Regions from separate parts of the Mus musculus genome. Here regions 2 and 3 are each linked to region 1. The links are chromatin contacts, called in public HiChIP or PLAC-seq and promoter capture Hi-C maps. All regions are on one chromosome and are shown on one strand. The core of a region is the stretch at or near the end of the contact, and the rest is flanking DNA. Distances in the headings are between cores, read along the strand shown. Region 1 holds the start of Serinc1 (serine incorporator 1). Region 2 has its middle 15 kb from the start of Gm23058. Region 3 has its middle 7.6 kb from the start of Gm23058.

What was found. Promoter capture Hi-C pulls out the DNA fragments that hold promoters and counts their contacts. HiChIP or PLAC-seq counts read pairs in DNA pulled down with a chosen protein or histone mark.
Region 2: a promoter capture Hi-C map of pre-B cells shows a contact between it and region 1. The contact joins the enhancer-like site here to the promoter of Serinc1 in region 1. A contact is called at or near these places in 7 of 39 promoter capture datasets (the 3T3-L1 cell line, 3T3-L1-derived adipocytes, the HPC-7 cell line and 3 more), 1 of 484 Hi-C or Micro-C datasets (pre-B cells), 4 of 115 datasets of contacts at active chromatin or transcription factors (astrocytes, epiblast stem cells, large pre-B cells and 1 more) and 1 of 9 other capture datasets (liver).
Region 3: a contact with region 1 is called in an H3K27ac HiChIP or PLAC-seq map of bone marrow-derived dendritic cells, with 6 times the contacts expected there. The contact joins the enhancer-like site here to the promoter of Serinc1 in region 1. A contact is called at or near these places in 10 of 39 promoter capture datasets (the 3T3-L1 cell line, the C10 cell line, the HPC-7 cell line and 7 more) and 4 of 115 datasets of contacts at active chromatin or transcription factors (astrocytes, bone marrow-derived dendritic cells, large pre-B cells and 1 more).

The regions. Positions count from the first base shown.
Region 1 is chr10:57,531,080-57,533,850 of GRCm38.p6, forward strand. It overlaps Serinc1 (serine incorporator 1), which reads right to left and starts at 1,450. Exons shown (of 9, transcript NM_019760.3): 1 at 1,278-1,450. The coding sequence starts at 1,316.
Region 2 is chr10:58,363,574-58,366,344 of GRCm38.p6, forward strand. It overlaps a transcript of Lims1 not described here. Among named protein-coding and RNA genes, the nearest start is that of Gm23058, 15 kb to the left of the region's middle. Within about 2 kb of position 1,333, at least 44 of the 459 cell types and tissues checked have an H3K27ac peak or open chromatin away from gene starts, as enhancers often do. A contact at or near this core is called in pre-B cells, where this site is marked.
Region 3 is chr10:58,340,579-58,343,349 of GRCm38.p6, forward strand. It overlaps a transcript of Lims1 not described here. Among named protein-coding and RNA genes, the nearest start is that of Gm23058, 7.6 kb to the right of the region's middle. Within about 2 kb of position 1,358, at least 107 of the 459 cell types and tissues checked have an H3K27ac peak or open chromatin away from gene starts, as enhancers often do. A contact at or near this core is called in the HPC-7 cell line, astrocytes, bone marrow-derived dendritic cells and 1 more, where this site is marked.

The DNA.
Region 1 (2,771 bases), core at 200-2,699:
AATTCTAGTATTACAAATTAAATAACTCAACATCCTAACAAACAAACCAAGGAAACATTTTATAATAACTACTTACAATTGTTATGTGTATGCATATGTGTCTTATGTGTGGGAGTATGTGCCCATGGGAGCCAACTGTCAGTGGAGAGTAGACAGGGGGTGTGAGATTCCCTGGAACTGGAGTTACAAGCAGTGAACTGCCGAATGTGTGGGTGCTGGTAACTAAACTCCATAATCTAGCAAAAGCAGCAAGCTGAGTCATCTCCCCAGCTCCTATTTATTAAGTTTTACTACACTTAATTTTGCCTTCTGTATAAAGGGGTCAACAGACTCAATTAGGCTCTCCGAGGTCAAATTTCCTTATCCAACTGCAAATAGCAAAATATAAGGGAATAGCTCATTGGACTTACAAACAGTATTGAGTAAAAACTAAGCATAATTCTCGTCATATCATACCAAAGCAGTTTTCAAATGATGAGGCATGTAAACTAGCCAGTACATTGGTTACATATACACAAAGGGATGATTTAGTTAAAAAAGATTGTTCCGAGTTAAACTTAGAAATCATTGGCCAAAGAATAAGATTTGAATCCAAATACCTCACCCAAAGCAATGAAGCTTTTTATTATAAACTGCTCTGCCAATGTTTTGTCTATTAGAGAACGGGGTCATCTGTGCCATCTGGTTTACGAAATCTTGCCACTGTTCTAGAGGATTGTACTGCCTCACGAAAATGCAACATACCCTTCCTATAGCATCAACTTTCAGATTGCACGTTCATGTTTTACGTCAAAAAAAAAAAAAATCAGTACCCACAGACCTGAACACCTTTTCTAGAAACATAAATTTGGAAATATAAGAATCAAAGCAAACAAAACCGAAAAAGGTACGTAGTAAGGGAATTTGACTTCTGTATTAAAAACAAGAACAAAAAAAACCCGGTAAGACTACGTCGACACTTGTCGAGATGTCCCAAATAACGGGCCCGACTCCCTGGCGGCTGCGTGTCAGAACAAAAGAGGCCTCCGGGAATGACAGTGCCGCAGTGCGAGGTCGCCGGAATCGGGGTGACAAGGAGAAACTCAGTGCCCGTGGGAGGAAGGAGCTGGAACGGCGACGGCCGAGGCTCCCACGAGAGAGAAAGCCATTGCTCGGGAGACGCCCCGCTCCGCCCGGCCTCACCCTCACTAGGCTCCAGCCCCGAAGCGGAGCCGCAAAGACCGGAGGAGGGCGGATAAACCCAGCTCGCACGGGCCGCGAGCCCCAGGTCGCCTTACCCAGCTCGCCACGGAGCACAGCCCCAGAACGCTCCCCATCGCCGCCGCGTCACCAGCTCGGCGCGTGCCGACAAGATGGAGACAGCTTCTTTCGTCCTTTTTCTGGGCTTATTTACTGTCTGGCAGGCACTTCCGGCGCAGACGCACAAGCCCCTCAGCTTCGCGTGCGTCACTTCCGCTCAGACCTGGACCCGGTGACTGCTGCCGGGCGTGCGCAATGCGCCGAGAGGAAGGGCGTGGTCTTCAGCGATGCTAGATTTGTGGCTTCATGGAGTGGGCCTACTTTGCCAAGTAAAGAAGACTGTGTTAGGGAAGGCCTCTGTCATTGTCTTGAATTTGGACGTTAGAAGAGCTACTGTTACTGTTTTTTGGTTCCTCTTGGGATTTAGCCATCTCATTTCCACTAAAGTCCCCTTTTTAGTTTTGTTTTCTTTGTTGTTGTTCTACTAACATACATATTTTACTCCTGCAGCCACTATGTGGAACAAGTTTCACTGGTGTGTGTATATATGTGTGTGTGTGTGTGTGTGTGTGTGTGTGTGTGTATGTATGTTATATATCATATATATACATATATGTATGTATATATGTATATAATATATATCTGTGTGTACATATATATGTGTCCGTATATATATATGCGCGCGTGTGTGTGTGTGTGTGTGTATGTGTGTGTGTGTGTGTGTGTGTGTGTGTGTGTGTGTATTTCCCCCGCAAGTTTGGGCCTTTCCGTTCTTTTGTTTACTATTGAGACACATTTTAACATGTACTTGAAAAAGGGTTCACTTAGTTAAGACATTTATTATAGTATAGGGGTTTATTAACAGCTATCCGGACATACAATTGACATCCTTGTTTTGATGTGTATGTTTGGGCTGTGTTCATAGAAAAGTGTCGATTCTTATTTTTCTGTAATTTGCCCTTGAAAACATTCCATGAGAAGAGTTTGGTACACAGACATCACTTTGAAATACCCATTACTATAAATATTTTAAAATAAAGATGTCTCATAAAATTGACAAAAAACGCATATAGAGGGGTGGAGTAACCCTTATCAATCTGGCAGAACTACAACTGTTAACTAACACAGACCAAAGAGTGGGGATAAAATTGAAAACAGAAGATAATCAGCCTGTGTGTTTTGAGCATGCAAATCTGTAAAGTCTCTGGTATCCGTTCCCTAGTATTTGGAAGTTCAAGATTCAAAAAACAAAAAACAAAAAACAAAAAGAAAAAAACAGAACACACAGAGCTACAAAATGTTCAGTGAGTCCATTTGTAGTTGGAGATAGATATGGAAGACTGGGAACCATTGTAGTTACAAGAGTCCTGAAAGTAGAGCCCAACATTTCAAGACATAAACTATCACGTAGAGGCTATTTGTACCTCCTCTGATTGATAATGTGACCTCTATACTCTTTCGCCCAAGTGTAAAACTCTGTTTTCAGTATAAGTTGTGAAGACACTAGCTGTTACAGTTAGTATTGTCAACTT
Region 2 (2,771 bases), core at 83-2,582, 830 kb after region 1:
TTATACAAAATAGGATACCACTCAGGATTAAATCAACTAAAGTGTAAAGCATTAACATCATGATTGTTGCGATCTGCTGTCTTTAATACCACAGTTCTATAAACTTAGCATGGAGTGGATTTTGTGTTGTTTACTGAGCCCCAGTGGAATAGAGGTCATCTTGCAGTACAAGAATAGTGAGTAGTGGGAAATAGGCCTTGAGGGCAGTTGTGGTGGTTACCTTCGGAAGATGGATACTTTCTCTACAGTAGAAGGGGTCATCTACTAAGAGTGGAAAATCAGGGTGTGACAGGAATGGAGGATTGGGGAGAGCTGTTCAGGATTCGAAGTGTTCTTGTTCAGGACATGATTCAGCTAGAAGCAGGTAAAGGAATCACCCATGTAAGTGTATGTGCTATTCTTGATTGTGTGGATTTATTCTTAGCAACATGTTGCCCTGAAAAAGCCTGAACCCTGCTCCAATCCCAACACACACACACACACACACACACACACTGAATGCCTCTATTCTGCTCCTGTAGCTTATACTGTTGTGTGAAGGACCATCAAATTCTGCATCTCCACGTTTATAATCCTTTCCATCCTGAATTCACACTCTTTATAGCTTTTTTCCACATGACATGTAAATCATGTGGTCTAGAGTCAAAATAGAATTCTGAACTCCCCAGTTTATGAGTCTCCGCACCTGCTCTTTATTCCCTGAGGCACTCCTTACTCCTCCACTTAGAAGGATCTCTCCTCTTTCTTAGTGACCTCCTTTTGGAATTTAGCATGTCCTTGAATGTACTATGTCTGATCTTAGTCAAGATATGTGCCATTGTGTTGAGAGTTAACATCCTCAGAGGCCTCATTAGAGAAAGCTGTTAAGAAAATATTGTAATACAAACAAGAAATGGCTCTTCTGCACTCTCACTGCCTGCATGTCGTTGCTCTGTGGCTGAACTTGTTTCACATTCTTTTTCTTCTTTTAATTAAATATTTAGAAGCAGAAGCAGATATCAGGTACTGTCTTGGTATGTATCAGAGTTGGACTCTGAGATGGATGCTTTATTATAAAACCACATACTGCTGTCCTGCCTGACAAAAAGAGCAGAGATGCCTCAGCATTATTTAATGCCTGCTTTGTAATCACATCCCCCACTTGTTTTAAGAATATGCTTCTATTGTTGGCTTGTTTAAACTGGTATCTAAACAGACTATATTAGTTTAATAATATATTTGATTGCTAGGACCCTATCTCAAAAACAAGTGAATATATCAAAGGAAAGAGCACTCTAGGGATCAAACCCGGTTCCTTATACTTGCAAGGTAATGAATGCTTAGCCCTCTGAGTCATCTCTGTGCCTCAACCACACCTTGTGAGACAGGGTCTGACCTAGCCGGGCTGACCTGGCACTCAGCCATGCACCAAGGATGATTTTGAACTTCTAATCCCTCTGCTGCCACCTGTCCAGCACTGGGCACCACCATTCCCAGTTTTTACGTGGTACCAGGGTTAGAACCCACAATTCTGTCCATACTAGACAAGCACTCAACCAACTTAGATCGCCTGGTAAATTTTGTGGACTTATAAAAACTTTTATTAGATTCGGAGTAGGCCTTAAATGCTAGCTTTCAATGGGCAAGATTATGGCTACATGAAAGTACAGCTCAGGCTGTACTTCACCAGGTCTGTTTTGTTGCTATGTGCATGAAAGAATGTGAAGAAAAATGTTAACAATGCCAGAGCCTGCTACCTCCCTCTCTGCCCCTCCTAGTCTGTTACCTTGGCTTCTCCACCTTGCTTCCTGGTGCAGCCCACACCCTTTTTGCAGTTTTTATCACTCCTATCCTGGCTCTAGCTGCTGTCCTCCCTATCCTGCTGCTTATTGTTTAGTAATATAGATGATCCCATGTTGTTTAGAAGATGTGTTTCTGACTCAGTCAAATTCCTGTGAACTTTTAGTTTTGATTGTGTATGTCTGTGTGTGTGCATGCCATGGTACATGTAAGGGATGTTGTACTAACTTTTCTGTTGCTGTGACAAAACACCACGATCAAGGCAACTTACAAAACACAGTGTTGGATTGGGCTTATGATTTCAGAGGACTTAGTGTCTGTGATGGCAGAGCCAGAGCATGGCAGCAGAAACAGCTGAGAGCTCACATTTTGATCTATAAGCAGGAGACAGGGAGGAACACTGGAAGTGGCACCAATCTTCTGAAACCTCAAAGCCCTTCCTACTGGCTCTTCCCAGCAGTTCCACCAACTGGGGACCAAGCATTCAAATATATGAGCCTAGGGTGTGTGTGTGAGGGAATTCTTACTCAGACCACCACAAAGCACAACTTACAGGAATCCGTTCTCTTCTTCCTGGGTCCTAGGGAATCAAACTCAGGTCCTTAAGTTTCATACAAGTACCTTTACCTCACCAGCACTCCATGAGCTTTTGATGGCTGTTTTTGATGGCTGGTCCACTTGGATGTGTCTTATAAAGTTTGATAAAGGAAACTTTTACAGAGTTCAGAGGCATTGGCAACATTATCCACAGGTGGATCACATTTTTTGGTGATTTTTTTCCCCCCTGTTCTGGACAGTGTTTCTAATAGTTGATATTGCCTTCTTGTCTGTCTGTCTTTCCTTCCTTCCTTCTTTCTTTCCATCCTTCCTTCCTCTCTCTTGCCCCTCCCCTCTTTTTCTTTAAGACAGGGTCTCACTGTATAGCACTGGCTGACTTGGAATTCCCAGTGTATACCAGACTGGCCTCAAACTCACAGAAACCCACCCGTTTC
Region 3 (2,771 bases), core at 108-2,607, 810 kb after region 1:
ACACACACACACACACACACACACAATTAACTTTTATTTAACATTCTTTACGTTCAAAAATTTGTTTCTTCATGTTTTAAAACATGCCTTTACCTTCTATCTTCAGCTGACACTTGTATAAGATTAGGTAGACATATCCCTTGATTGTTATGGAATATGGGGTCTTTTTAATTGAAAATCATTTTTTTGTACACTATATTCTGATCACAGTTTACGCTCCCACAACTGTTCCCAGACCTTCCCCACCTCTTCACTTGCCCAACTCCACACCTTTCCCTCTCTTTAGAGGATAAATGAAAATAAATAAAGGAAAAACCACAAGAAACACATATAAAAATATATAAACAAAACCTAACCCCCCCACAAAATCAGAAACGACAACCTTCAACTAAAAGATCAGTAAACCAATTTTTCACTTATTAAATGTACTTCAAAGTCTTTTCATCAGTGCATATAAGTTACAATGTAAAAAAAGGCACAAAGTTTAAGTACACAGGTTGGTGATTATTTTTATGAATTGTGAACACATAGAGCAATGACTTTGCATATTATTGATGTTAAAATACAGCCAGTGTCATATGCTTAGAGCCTCTTGCTTCCAAGTTTGTTTTATTATTTCTATGTATGTGTATATATGGTGTAGGGAGTGTCGAGTATATGTAGGGAATACTTTATCCCTTGAGACAAGGCCTTTCTTGGGGCCTGTGGTTTGCTCATTTGTCTAGACTGACTAACCAGCAAGTCCTGGGGATCCACCTGTACCTCCCCACTGCTGGGATTATAAGCGTAGGCTGTCATGCTGACCTTTTTCTGTGGATGTCAGGGATCAGACTCAGGTCCACTGCTTGTACAGCTGGGTGTTCCTAAGTCATCTCCCCAGCTCCCTATTTACTTAGAAGTCTGAGACAGCCTGGCCTGGAACCTGCTAGTTATACCAGGCTGGCTTTGAACTTGATCCTTGCTGCTTCTAAATGCTGGAATTATGTGTATGGTGGTACATACCACTATATTTACTTTTAAAACTTTGTTAAACTACTGTGAATACTAATTTGAGTGATGTGAGTTTCTAATTTTGTTTGTTCCTTTGAGATGTATTCGTGGAGAACCAGTCTCTGCTAGGCATGAGTAAAGATATTGATATTACGTGTAACATTTACTACTTATAGTAACTTGTACTTGGGGCTAGGTTACTGAGGAATAAGGCAGATCCCTCTGGGAAACTACACAGGAAATAACATCTAGACTGAGCCCTCAGTGTGAGTAGAAATTATCCAAACAGGCCATTTAGGGAGGAAGAGCTGAAGGCAGGAGGCCAAGAGGAACAAGAAAGCAGGATGTGGAGATCAGCACAGCTGCTTTGGTGCTGCCCTGGAGCCTGAGAATCTGGGAGGGGGAGCCGTGGGGGTGCTGAAGCAGGGCAGAGGACAGTGTTACTGCTACTTAAGTTTCCTTGTGACAGATAACAGGACTCTATTGCAAACAACACTAAGGAAGAATTTTGTGGAAAATAGTGGGATGGTTCCCAGAATTGAAGAAAGAGCTGAATTCCAAAACTTTGAAGAAAGCAAACAACCAAGGCAACTCCTGGTCTTTCTGAAGTTCTTGTGGAATTTTTCTACAGGGCCTTAGTTAATTTGGTCTGGCTGCAGAGTCTTGTTTGCCACTTAGATATCCAGGGTTTGAGAAATAGTCTGAGTAAGTTAAATTAGATTCACTGACCAAAATGAGCAGTCATGTAACCAGAAGACGGCATCAGACTCTGTATCTGTGTTGACTAAGTTGCTGTTTGTTGTGTGATCAAGACAGCAAGATTTGTTACCTGACACATTTGAGGCCCAGCCTAGAAGTCAGTGTGTGGAGGCTTAGAAAGCCATAAGTAGGTGGGGTGATGGAGCTTCAGAAGCCAGGAAGCCTGTTTCATTAATCCAAACAAGAGATGATATGCCAACAGTAATGCCTTCTGTAGGGAGGGAAGAAAGCACATCGATTCTGAGACTCTTAAAAGGAATAATAGACTTCACTTTGGAGGTTAGTTAGAAACATTAAGGCACTGAACAGAGTCCCATGTTTCTGGCTTGGGCTAGAACTATTAAGTAAACAGTGCTGTCTTCCACAAAGAGCTCCTTTTTAATTTTTTTTTCCTTTTGGTTTTTCGAGACAGGGTTTCTCTGTGTAGCCCTGGCTGTCCTGGAACTCACTTTGTAGACCAGGCTGGCCTCGAACTCAGAAATCCGCCTGCCTCTGCCTCCCAAGTGCTGGGATTAAAGGTGTGCGCCACCATGTCCGGCTTAAGAGCTACTTTTTAAAAGAGTACTTTCGTTCAGTTTCAAAGTATTGAGTTAGAATACATTTAAGTTAAGAACATTTGGGTTAGAGTTGTTCTGCTATGAAGTATTGCTGGAAGTCAGAGAGCCCTCAGAGCCATTACCAATGGGCTCTTGTCAGGTCCCAAAGAAATTCAGGATAAAAGGCTAACTAAAGTGCCTATTAGCATAACGAAGTGTGCACTGGCCTCCGAGCTCACTTTGTACCTGTGGCTCCTCTCTGCTCTTCCGCACTCCCTCCCCCTACCCTAAACCTCTCTAGCTCAGGGGCTTTATTCCTCCAGTTTCAGATTCTTTAAAAACCTGCCATTTCAGCCGTGTGCTTTCTTGGGTCTCTTTTGGTCCCATCTCTTCTTCCTCTCGTGCTCTTCCCCGATCTCTCCCCTCTCATGGCCCAGTCTATTCTGCTGGTCATGTTCAATCTGCCACTTTCTGTCTTTGCTCTGG